Linked DNA regions of Mus musculus: region 2 is linked to region 1. The links are chromatin contacts, called in public HiChIP or PLAC-seq maps. All regions are on one chromosome and are shown on one strand. The core of a region is the stretch at or near the end of the contact, and the rest is flanking DNA. Distances in the headings are between cores, read along the strand shown. Region 1 holds the start of Kcna2 (potassium voltage-gated channel, shaker-related subfamily, member 2). Region 2 overlaps Gm27008 (a long non-coding RNA gene).

Region 1 (5,321 bases), core at 482-2,981:
ACTTGAGGAGGAGAGTGGAGCTTGGGTCTGAAGCCTTTGGAAGGAAGGAGGCAAGATGCACAGCTCAGCAAAAGCCTGAGTCCTCCTGGCTGTCCTCCGGAGGTGTGACGTTGCCTGGAAAACACAGCAGCAAGGTGGGACCAAGGCTTCCAGGCAGCTGAGACCAAGACTTTTAAGGGCTCTGGCAGATCCCCTCAGGGCAAGTGACAAGCCCCCACATCTACTTTCCATGACACTTGTGAATGAGATCCACCACAGGAGCCTTTTCCTAACCTCTCCTGGATAACCATAAGCTTTCCCTTCCCATCAGCTTGAAGCACTTTCTCCCTAGACCTCAGTTGCCAACAGAAGCGACCCAGCTTTCTTGGTGTCAGAAGACATATCTCCCAAGAGGGAGGGTTTTCCTCTCTGACCTTAGCCATGTCCTGGTAAAGAAGCAATCCTTCCTCCACAACACACACTCCTTCCCAGCTAGAGAGGTCCCACAAGCAGCAAGATTGCCTCTGTAGAATGCCTAATAGAAGGGGTCGCTTGAACTTACTCTCCCTCCAGGATCCCTGGGCCTCAGGCCTTGCTCTGGGTTGGGTGGCATTTGAGCTGGGCAAGCACTCGACCACCGATTTCTTCCCAAGAGAAAATCCCTCACATCTCGGCAGGGAAGCACAGAACAAACGCTCAAGCTGCCTGACTGCGGGGCGGATTGGCTTCACATAGAGGGGGAGCCTAGAGAAAGCTGGCTTCCGGGCTGGCCCCCCGCCGACCCAATCCCGCTGGCCCCAGAGCCGGGGAGGGGTCTGGGCCCTCTCCCATCGCCCGGGGTTCCAGCCGGGATTCCGCCGGGCGCGCTCCCGCCGGAATCCGCTGGGCTGACCGGAGCCCACAGCCGCCGGACCGCTAGAGTGTGCCACCTTAACCCCTTCCTGCGCAGTGCGGTGGGCTCCCGCTGCGGGCCGGAGGGCAGCCTAGCTGGTGCCTGCGAGGTCCAGCCGAGGGACCACCAAGACTCCATCTCCACCTGAAACACAGGAGCCCGAACTCTGAGGGTGCAGAGCAGGCGTCGCCAGGCAGCTGCTCCAGATCTAGCTTCCTTTTAGGCTGGAGAGCTTCACGGCAGCCCACCACCCCGGCCAAGTGGAAAAAACAAGAGACTGCAGAGAAGCCCATTTTACTCCGTTGCCGAGAGGCAAATGCAACCAGGAGGACCCAAGTGACTCGGGTCCTACCCACCCACTATTTACCAGCGGTGGCTATGCAGTCAGCTGCACTTCCCATCACCCGCCAGCTCCAATCTGCGCCCTCCGCCCTATGTCACGCACAGACCACAGGGTCCCCGAGCCCATTCCATGCACTCTTCTGCAGGAACAAGTCTCCCCCTTAAGTCCCACGCAGCCGGTGCGGATCCACAGCCCTTCAGGCCGACATCAAGGGTCGGCACCACCTCGCCCACCCAGACTACCGTGGTACCCTGCAGCCCCTATGGGCGCTGCAGCCGGTCAGGGATGGCAGCATGCGCAGCAGAATGCCGGACACTGATTTACCCTTGCAGATGGGTACCAGAGCCTCCATGTTCCTGGGTGGCAGCCAGCACAGGCAGAACCCGGACAGCGGGCGGTGGCGGTGGTGGCGGCGGGGTGCGGGCGGCCAGCCGGGAGCCGACTCTGCAGTCCCGCGGGCGGCGCGTACGGAGCGCCCGGCCGCCGCCCGCAGCCGCACCGCGCCGCACCGCGCCACGCAGCGCCGCACCTGGCCCCGCAGCGAACTCGAATTAAAGGGGCCGGCTGGGGCAGAGCTAGCGAGGTGTGTCGCTCGCCGCCGCCGCCAAGCTGGCCACTGGGTTAGATCCCTGTGTCCCGGACCCCCACCGCAAAGAAAACACCCCATTCTTTGACAAAACCTAGCTTACCAAACAAAACTCCGCGCAGAGCTCAGCTGGGTACTGCCTGGGTCGGGAGACAGGGGAGAGGGTAGAAGTTGAGGAGCGCTTGAGAGGTTCTTGCCAACATAATGAAGTAGGCAGGATGAACTGATCAATACCATCCCAGGCCCGAGCGCGAGCCAGCCCCGAGGGAGATGTGTTGCTATTATTAAGATGCTGCCAGACAGAATCTGCAGACCCCAGTCCCCCCACTCCTGCCTTCTGCTTCTGCATCCCCGTTTCCTTCAGTACTCCTGAGCCCCACCTCTCTCTTACCCAGCACAGACTCGGTTTCCCAGGACAATACAGCAGGTGAGGGCCTGGCCTCAGTGTAGCAGAAACTCACTGCTGTCTTTGCCCCCCACGGGGTGGGGGTTGGGGGGAACTGCAGAACAACAGAACTGCAGGACTGGCTTCTAGCCTTTCTGACTTCCTTTCCCCAGGGCTCTGGACAGAGAGGGCGGAGGGACACACAGTTGCCCTTGGGAGAGCAGGCTCCTTACAAAAGCCCTTTCACAGATCTTAACACCACCAGCTGGCCCACGATCTCACCGTGGGGGTGCATGGTAGAGCAGGATATGCCCTTTGCCTCGGAAATAATTTGTATAGGAAGTTCTTGGCTTAGGTTGGGGATAGGAGTGTTTTAGGGGGTCCAGATTGGCTTGCAAACCTTGCAAAAGCTCCAAGCCTTCACTAGTACAGTTCTGCAGGCCCCCTGTCAGAACCGCCTACACGGATACTCCACAGAGGGACTCATTGAAATGAACTTCTGAGCTCTGATGTTCAGAGGGGCTCTGGTGTGTGAAAGACTCTTCCCTGGCCCTTTCTGCTAAGACAGTTCTCTTTATGCAAGTATCAGAAACTCTGAAAGCCTGCTTCCCTGCAAGGGAAGGTTCTAAGAGATTCGGCCATTTCCCAGTGGGAGCCTATAAGGTGGGTGAAAGATTGGACCCTACCTAGAGCTACAAAGCTAGAAGGCTTTGGTGGGCTTAGAGGGAAATCAATGTCTTGTAAGACCAGACTCGTTTGGCTTCTGGCTCCTGGAAGATTGGCTATGAAGATCGGTTGTCAATGCAGGATCCAGAGTCTAGCCTGGGTGTTTCACTTGCCAAATTCAAACTTCAATTTCTGTCAAGTTATTGGATAAGTAAATTTGCTGCAGAAGAAGCAACCTGTCAGTGGTAAACTGTGCATGAAGAGTTTATCTCTAACAATCACCTAAAAAACAATGGTTTCTGGTGCCCTGTCTGCTCTCAGATCTCTTAGGCTTCCGTTTGTGTTTCTCTTTGTACCTAACCACTGGGCTGTGTTTCTTATTCATCCTGCTTTCTACCGTAGTCTCAGCTATTCAGCAGAAACAACCTACAGTGCTCAGCTATGTACTCCTTCTGGATGGTTCCCCTGAGGGTCTCTGTTTCTCCCATTTGTCATGCTTATGTCCACTAAAGAGTATGCCTATAGTTTCATTGTCTTATTTATAGAACAAAAGGTATGGAGAGCAGGAAACCCTTGTGGGAGAATTAGTAATCATCGTAATTGGTGGCTTGTGCTTACCATGTGTCAGATGCTGTGCTGAGCTCCTGTGACCCAGCCCAACCTTCAGTCCTCATAGTCTTGTGACTTGCCTGTCAGTACTAGTCATTGGATGGGCCACAGAGGCAGAGGGAAAGAAGTGACCTGCACAAGGACAAGACGTGGTGGCTCTAGGTCTTGAATCAGATACCTGTGACTCCAGGGGTCCTGGGATCCGGATTCCCCCCTATATGTGTGTGCCCATGTGAGTGTGTGTGTGCGCCTATGTGTATGTCTATATGTTCTTGTGTGTTTGTGAGTGTGTGTATGTCCCTGTGAGTGTATGTGTGCCTGTGTGAGTATATGTATCTTTGTGAGTGTGTGTCCATGTGCATATGTGTGCCCATGTGCATGCGTGTCCCCTTGTGGGTGTGTGTATGTTCTCATGTATTTGTGAGTGTCTGTATGCCCCTGTGAGTGTGTATGGCTGTGTGAGTGTGTGTGTGTGTGTGTGTGTATAAGTCCGTGTGCCTGTGTGTGTGTGTGTTAATGACAAGTATCTTTGAATTTCACTTCTCTTTGGGATTTTCCTCTGGGCTCCACTTTTCTTTTGTCTTCTCATATGACATCCACTTTCCCTCTTTCCTTTAAAGTCTGACCTAAGTGTGAATGACAATGGAAAAAAATAACTAATGAAGGCAAAGAAGAAGAAAAGGCTATGGCAACAGCTCTTGTCCTGAACGGTCACTCTCTGGACACATTTGATAGTATCAGGGCTGGGAACAGAATAGTAGGAAAGAGAACATGGATCCAGTTCCCAGCATAGACAATTGTTAGCTGTGAGAACCTGAACTCCCAAATCCTTGAGCTTTAATCTCCTGATCTGTCAAAAAGGAAAGCAAAGCCCCCTCACTGTGGGACGGGCTAACCTAAGGGAGTGGAGAGCTAACTAGTTCCACCGGTAAGTTAAGCCAGAAAGGCTTTGATTTGATAGTTCCTCTTTTGGGTCTGCAGTTCTTAGTTTTGGTTCCAAAAGAAAACCCAGAGCGACCTGTGTTCCTTTTCCTTGGTGAAACACCCCAGGCCCACCCAGACCTTTCCTTTCCCGTTTGTCTGGTTTCCTGCATGGGACCCAGGCCTTGACTTTAGGGAAACGTTGTGGTGACCACTGTTAGGAGTGGCAAGTAATTATACTCATTAAAAGAAGAGTTTATGTAGGCAATTATTGAGTAATCACACCGAGTGTCAGAGTCACCATGCAGCTACATTTATCTACCATGCTGGAAGATTCAAAGCACCGTAATCTTCAAAGACAGGAAGCCAGTCAGCAGCTGCATGGCTGGAAGTCCTGGGAGGGCATGGGAGATGGATTGCCAGGGGATTTCTTTGGGGGCGGGGCAATGGTTATGTTTATTATGTTGAGTGTGTTGTTGGTTTTGCAGGTGCACACTCATGCTTATCAAATTCTACATTCTAAGAGATTCAATTTATTATACAGAACATACAACAATAAAGTCCTAAAACTTCCCCAAAGAAAAAAAGATTTGTAATCCTCTGTGCATCCCCTCCCGAGGGAGAAGTTCTCAGTTCCTCTCACCATTATTTAGGGACCCAGAAATACCCCATAATTTGTTTTGCTTGTATCATCTTCCTGGTATGACCAGTACCTCTTTTTGGTGCTCCCGTGCTTGCCGTGTGTTGGTCCAGCTCTTCTAGGCCACTGGCAGGCAGGGCAGAGGTGCACTGTGGGTATTTGATGCCTACCGTCAGGCTTAGGGAAAGATGTGACTATTTCACTCACGGAGAAAGATGCTTAAGCTCAGAGAGGATCATACACTGAGTAGGCTAAGTTAGCTGGTAAACGGTATGGTTGGGGCCAGTCTCAAGGTTGTGT
Region 2 (5,788 bases), core at 658-3,157, 160 kb after region 1:
ATCCAAACTCACACATATCTACCATACACATACAATAATTAAAAACACAACAATTTAAAAACTAGAGAGAAAGAACACTATAAGAACTCTAAACTTCTTTTAAAGAAAACATTGCCCAGAGAATAAAATGTTTAAAAAGGGATAAAATGAATTAATACATGCTCATACAAATCCATAATATAACTAAAATTGACAAGTTTAAAAGAAGCAAAGAAATTTCACTGAGAACAGAACAGATATGAATAAGAAAAGGATGCTTACAGTGGAAGATTCCAATACCAGTTAATAGAAACTATGGAAGGGGGGGACGTAGGGAGTAGATGAAAATTGAATTATCAAAGAAATATTTGATAAAGTTTTTCACATGTGTGTGTGTATAAGATGCACATTTGTGCTAGGCATGGTGGGTCATGTCTTTAATCCTAGGACTCTGGAGGCAGAGGCAGGAGACCTTTGAGTTCGAGGCTTGCCTGGTCTACAGAGCAAGTTCCAGAACAGTCAAGGCTACACAGAGAAGCCCTGTCACAAACAAACAAGCAAACAAGCAAACAAACAAACAAACAAACAAACAAACAAAGGGCCTTTGTGCATATATGTGTATTTGCTGTTATGTTAGTGCATGTGTGCATACAGGTGCACTTGGTACGCATGGGTGTCAGGTCTCAAAATTGATGTTAGTTGTCTTCCTCAGTTAAGCCCAGAACTCCCTGATTGGGCTACTTGTATAGTTCCAGGATCCCATCTCTGCTAGAATTGCATGGGGGCCAGCATGTCCAAGAAACTTCTTATGTCATTTCTGGGGATCTGAACTTTGGTCTTCATGCTTACAATGCAACTGCTTTGCCTGCTCAGCTAGCTCCCCATTCCTGATAGCCTTTTTCAAACCATATATATATGTATATATATATGTGTGTGTGTGTGTGCATATATATATATATATATATACATATGTATGTATATATATGAATAACACTTGAGTATTGTGCAGTGTGCAGCTCTAGAAGGGTACAATTCTAATTCCAGGCCACTATCTCTGACTTGCAATGGTTCCATCATGTAACAGTGATACTTATTTAAATAAAAACTGTACTTTGATCTTTTCTAGGTCCACTGATAGGACAATTTCTTGAGATGCTGGGCAGCAGCCACGAGTTGAAGCTCCCTATCATTCTCCATCATAGGTGATGGATGGGTACTCAGCCATGTACCATAGTACATGACACCAGTATTTTTGAATATTTTGACTTCTGTTTTAACATACCACCATGTCTAAAAATTATTCACCTGTGCATATACATGAGATATTCACCACTTTGTTGTGAAAGTGACTGACTCTGTGTTAGATGATTTCATCCAACTACAGGCTAATTCAGATATTCTGAAGTTCATCTTCCTAAGTGCCTTAAAGGTACTCTGGCTGAAGATGTTTTCAAGCTTCGATGGATTAACTTGGATTCAACCTTCGTGTAAGTCACTGAGCAACTGTGCTTCATGCTTCTTCAAATTGAGGTTTCTATTAATTTCCAGGCTTATGGAGTATCTTTGCCTCTTAGGGACAAGACCAGGGGTGGGGCAGATTACTGTGAATGGAGTTTATTCTATAGACTTTTCAAAACATGCTTTCATTGTTTGTCTCTTACACATATGTGTTTAATATGCATTAGAGATCTAAAATTAAAAGGGGAGAGGATTTGAGATGCACATTTGAGATAGACTCATTAAGATTTGGCAACCTATGAGAGACAGATAAAAAGGAGAAAGCAGAGAATATTCTGCTAAGTAAAGAAGAAACGAAACCAAACCAAACCACTACTAAGACAATGACAAATCCCGTAAACAGAAGAAATTAGTGCCATAGAAGTAAAAAAAATACATGACACAATTTCCAGAGCACATGGTGGACAATAGTGCCACTTGCTGGTAAGTGGGGAATTATACAAGCCTTGGGTTTCAGAGCCACAGTTCCTAATGGCTGCTTTCTCACCAAAAGGATGAGAATCGCTTTTGCTGCTGTTTTTATAAAATACAGTGACATCCTTGATGGAGTAAGATGCCATTTTCAATATTATATATTAGAAATATTCTCATGAAATTAATGAGTATTGTCCAAAGAAAAGGTTATGCTATTGAAAATAACTTTTGTTTTCAAAATTATAAGTTATTTCCATGGTCCTGGGAAAGATAGCTTTTCTTTTAAATTTGAAGAAGGTCAGGTGACACTTTCTTGACAGAGAGATGGATCTTGGATTTTAGGATCTGTTTTTGGAGAATCCCAGGCAAATTCTCTAGCCCAGAAGGGTAGCCACATGAGACTACAATAGACAGATCAGCCTTCTTCCAGCTGCCAGACTCAAGCTGCACAAGAAGGCTCTTCCCCTGGAGTAGATAGACAGTGGAGGCCTGAAAGTGATGTTCCTCACCTAGTCCAGGAGGACTTCCCAGAAACCACAAACCACATCCTGAGTCTCAACCCAAGAAGAGACAGAGATGACAGGAAGGAGAAACAGTCTGGATGGAATGTGGTCCAATTTTATTACTGTCTGACTGTCTTTTACTCTAGTTCAATGAAGGAAGCCTCCCACAGAAATCTATCTCTGATAGATCATGGACCTGTGGAGGAACCCCCTAGTGACTCCTGCCTGGTATCTTCAGTCCCAAAGGAATGCCTCAACCTTTACTACCATTTGGTTTCATGGAATTTACTAATAATGACAAGTCAGACAGCAGATCAATAGACAATAGTCAGTTGTTGTGCGACAGGAGTGGGGTTCTGAGAAGCATACCCTTACATAATTTTGTAAGTAAGTGACTATCACAGATACCTAGACAGTTAGCCCATTGCATACCTAGCCCTTCAGGCATCTGCTCCTTAATTGAGAAGTCTCATGCATGCTACAGATTTCTTCGGGAAAGCAATCTACTCTCACAAGCAACTTATCTAGAGTGTCCCAGAATTCTTAGCTGTTTTCACATCAACTCACAGAATAAATAATGAGTCCAGAATTACTTAAACCTCCAGATTGCAGACGTCAGGCCCACCCTTTCTCTCAACATTGAAAGCAAACTCTGCCATTGTCATTGATGGTCTCAGTGCTGATGTAGCTCAGTGCCTGATCTTCAACTCAGGTCACCAGAAGTTATTCCACATACAATATGGGCTCTTCTTGAAACTGTTTTTGTTTCCTTGCCTTCAGTGACTTCACAGCTTCTGACATCTAGCAATTATTCTTCAAGATCACAGGTAAGTGGGACATGCCTGATGAGAGAGAAATAACCATCATTGATTTTTGTGCTTTGTGGTCCCTAGTCATTTCTAATTCTGTTTCTAGGCCAATCACTCACCATTACTGACAAAATTAACAGTAGATCCTGTTCAATTAGAGGCCAGAGTGAACCAAGCACATGATTATGTCAAACATACAAGAAAGAGATGCTGAAGCTGTGAAGAATGAGCACTTTTCTTTCTATTAATAGGAGTATACTCTAAGACTAAAAAAATACAGTAGAAGAAATACAACTCAGTAGCAGTCACTTATTATAATTGTTAAGGATTGTATACACTATATAATTATATGAGGCTGGTGGCACAGTAACACAAATTACACATCCAGCAACACCTTAAATAAACAGGTGACTAATGCATCACATTACAGTGTGATGTCACTATGATTATGTCATCACTAGAGGCATATTTTAGTTTAAGTATAATATGGGCACTGACATGTGACCTATCATTGATTTAAATGTTGTAATGTGATATATGATTGTTTTGTATTTGTTGACTTTCCTGCTGAGATGGGAAGGTGTCCTAGGACTTGGAAGTCTAGGAATCACACAGCTCAGAGATGGGTAGGTATCCAAGTGGAAGGGCATCCTGAGACACAGGAGCCCAAGAACCATATAGCTCTGAGGAAGCCTCCTCAGCAGAGGTGTTGTAGCTCCCAGGGGACAGTATCCCCAGCTGAGCTGAGGAGCTCAGGGGTCTCAGCCTTGCTCTGCCTTTCCCATTCTTCCCTTTTTATCTTCATTGCTTTCTGTCTTCTTCTGATGAGAGAGTCATACCAGGCAGCACATCTCATAAAAGAGATTTATTGTAGGGTCCAGGGTCTGGAGGGACAAATCCAGGAGTGGCTCCTGGGAGGGAGCAGGCAGCTTCAGGGAACTGCACAAAGGGCAGTGCTTATATAGAGGATCTTGGGGATGGAGCTTTCTAGGGTGGAGATTTCCAGGGTGAGAATTAGTAGAATTTTAAGTCCTGAGCTTGGAGAAGCTCAGGGATTGGTAGCTTCTGCTTGGACTTTTCTGAATGTCTGGAAATGATCATTGTGACAGTTATAAAGACTGGAAAAGTCTTTATGACAGTTAAGGATGTCATGGGAGGAGACTGGCTGCTGGAGTTCTTCAGGTAGAGGCCTGGAAACTTTCTTGCTTTGAGATTTTACAATGTTTACAAAGGGAGCTCACAGAGGGAAATCCTTCCCTGCCTCTTGAGTGGCATTAACAGTCAACAGTAATACTTGTTCTTCTCTCAACATTTCACTTAGAAATCCATTTACACACACACACACACACACACATACACACACACACACACACACACACACACAGACACACACACACAGACACACACACACACACACACACATACACACACACACACACACAGAGAGAGAGAGAGAGAGAGAGAGAGAGAGAGAGAGAGAGAGAGAGAGAGGTATATATGTGCATGTATCTAACTATGTATGATCTTTTCTTCTTTGGACCATCATAGCCTCTAACTTTTATTTAGAGTCTAAATGAACAGGATCCATTAATGTCAATAAGAGCCACATTGAGGCATTGGTTCTCTTTCCCCTCTTTGTTCCAATGCAGGTACCAAGGCAGGGATGTGGAAACTACAAAGGAAGAAACCAGTGAGGCAGTTAGGGATGCTGTACTGCAAACATCTCGACAGGCTTGATTTGAGGCACAGTGGCTCATGCCTTTAATTCCAGCACTTGAGGCAGAGGCACATGGATCCCTGTAAGTTCAAAGCCAGACTGGTCTACACTCAGAGAGTGAGAATTCCAAGACAGCTATCTCTAAATAGACTTTGTAACAGAAAAAAAGTAAACTTGCTCTCTTCAGAGTTTCTGGGCATTTTCAAATTTTTATTTCTCCTCCTCCTCCTCCTCCTCCTCCTCCTCCTCCTCCTCCTCCTCCTCCTCCTCCTCCTCCTCCTCCTCCTCTTCCTCCTCCTCCTCCTCCCCCTTCTCCTCCTCCTCTTCTTCATCCTCCTCCTCCTCTTCCTCCTCTTCCTCCTCCTCCTCTCCCCCTACCCTCCTTCTACTCCTCTTTTTCTTTTTCTCCTCCTCCTTCTCCTCCTCCTTCTATTCTTCTCCACCTCCTTCTCCTCCTTCTCTTCCTTCTCCTCATCCTCCATGAATTGCTCCAGTTTTCTTGGCAAATTTCTGCTCTTTCTTCATGATTTTGATTAGCTGACACTGTCCGTGAGAAGCATTCTTTCAATTAGTTAGACAGTAAGCCTGGGGGCAAGATGAACATTCCTTTGGGAACGTGATTATACTCCTCATGTATACATAGGAAGAAGGCATTTTGAATCAGCTCAAATATGCATCAAAGGAAGAACTATGGAGTAGCCACAGCTCCCCACTCTTCAGGAGAAGGATTTTGGGGGTCACTAATTGGCTGGTCAAGGACTCAGTGTCATTGATCACATTGACAACAAATAATCAGAGGGAAAAAAAAAGAAATAAAGAAAGGGGCAATCAGCCTCAATAGGATACTG

What was found. HiChIP or PLAC-seq counts read pairs in DNA pulled down with a chosen protein or histone mark.
Region 2: a contact with region 1 is called in an H3K27ac HiChIP or PLAC-seq map of T-cell acute lymphoblastic leukemia, with 3 times the contacts expected there. The contact joins the enhancer-like site here to the promoter of Kcna2 in region 1. A contact is called at or near these places in 18 of 39 promoter capture datasets (the 3T3-L1 cell line, 3T3-L1-derived adipocytes, the C10 cell line and 12 more), 2 of 15 datasets of contacts at CTCF or cohesin (CD8 T cells and large pre-B cells), 24 of 484 Hi-C or Micro-C datasets (the C10 cell line, CD4 T cells, CD8 T cells and 14 more), 18 of 115 datasets of contacts at active chromatin or transcription factors (CD8 T cells, T-cell acute lymphoblastic leukemia, VIP interneurons and 13 more) and 4 of 9 other capture datasets (adipose tissue, embryonic stem cells, liver and 1 more).

Annotation. Positions count from the first base shown.
Region 1 is chr3:107,097,977-107,103,297 of GRCm38.p6, reverse strand. It overlaps Kcna2 (potassium voltage-gated channel, shaker-related subfamily, member 2), which reads right to left and starts at 1,731. Exons shown (of 3, transcript NM_008417.5): 1 at 1,539-1,731; 2 at 1-114.
Region 2 is chr3:106,936,415-106,942,202 of GRCm38.p6, reverse strand. Gm27008 (a long non-coding RNA gene) reads left to right here. Exons shown (of 6, transcript XR_867553.3): 3 at 1,106-1,466; 4 at 3,195-3,241. Among named protein-coding and RNA genes, the nearest start is that of Gm27008, 42 kb to the left of the region's middle. Within about 2 kb of position 1,907, at least 9 of the 459 cell types and tissues checked have an H3K27ac peak or open chromatin away from gene starts, as enhancers often do. A contact at or near this core is called in T-cell acute lymphoblastic leukemia, VIP interneurons and cortical neurons, where this site is marked.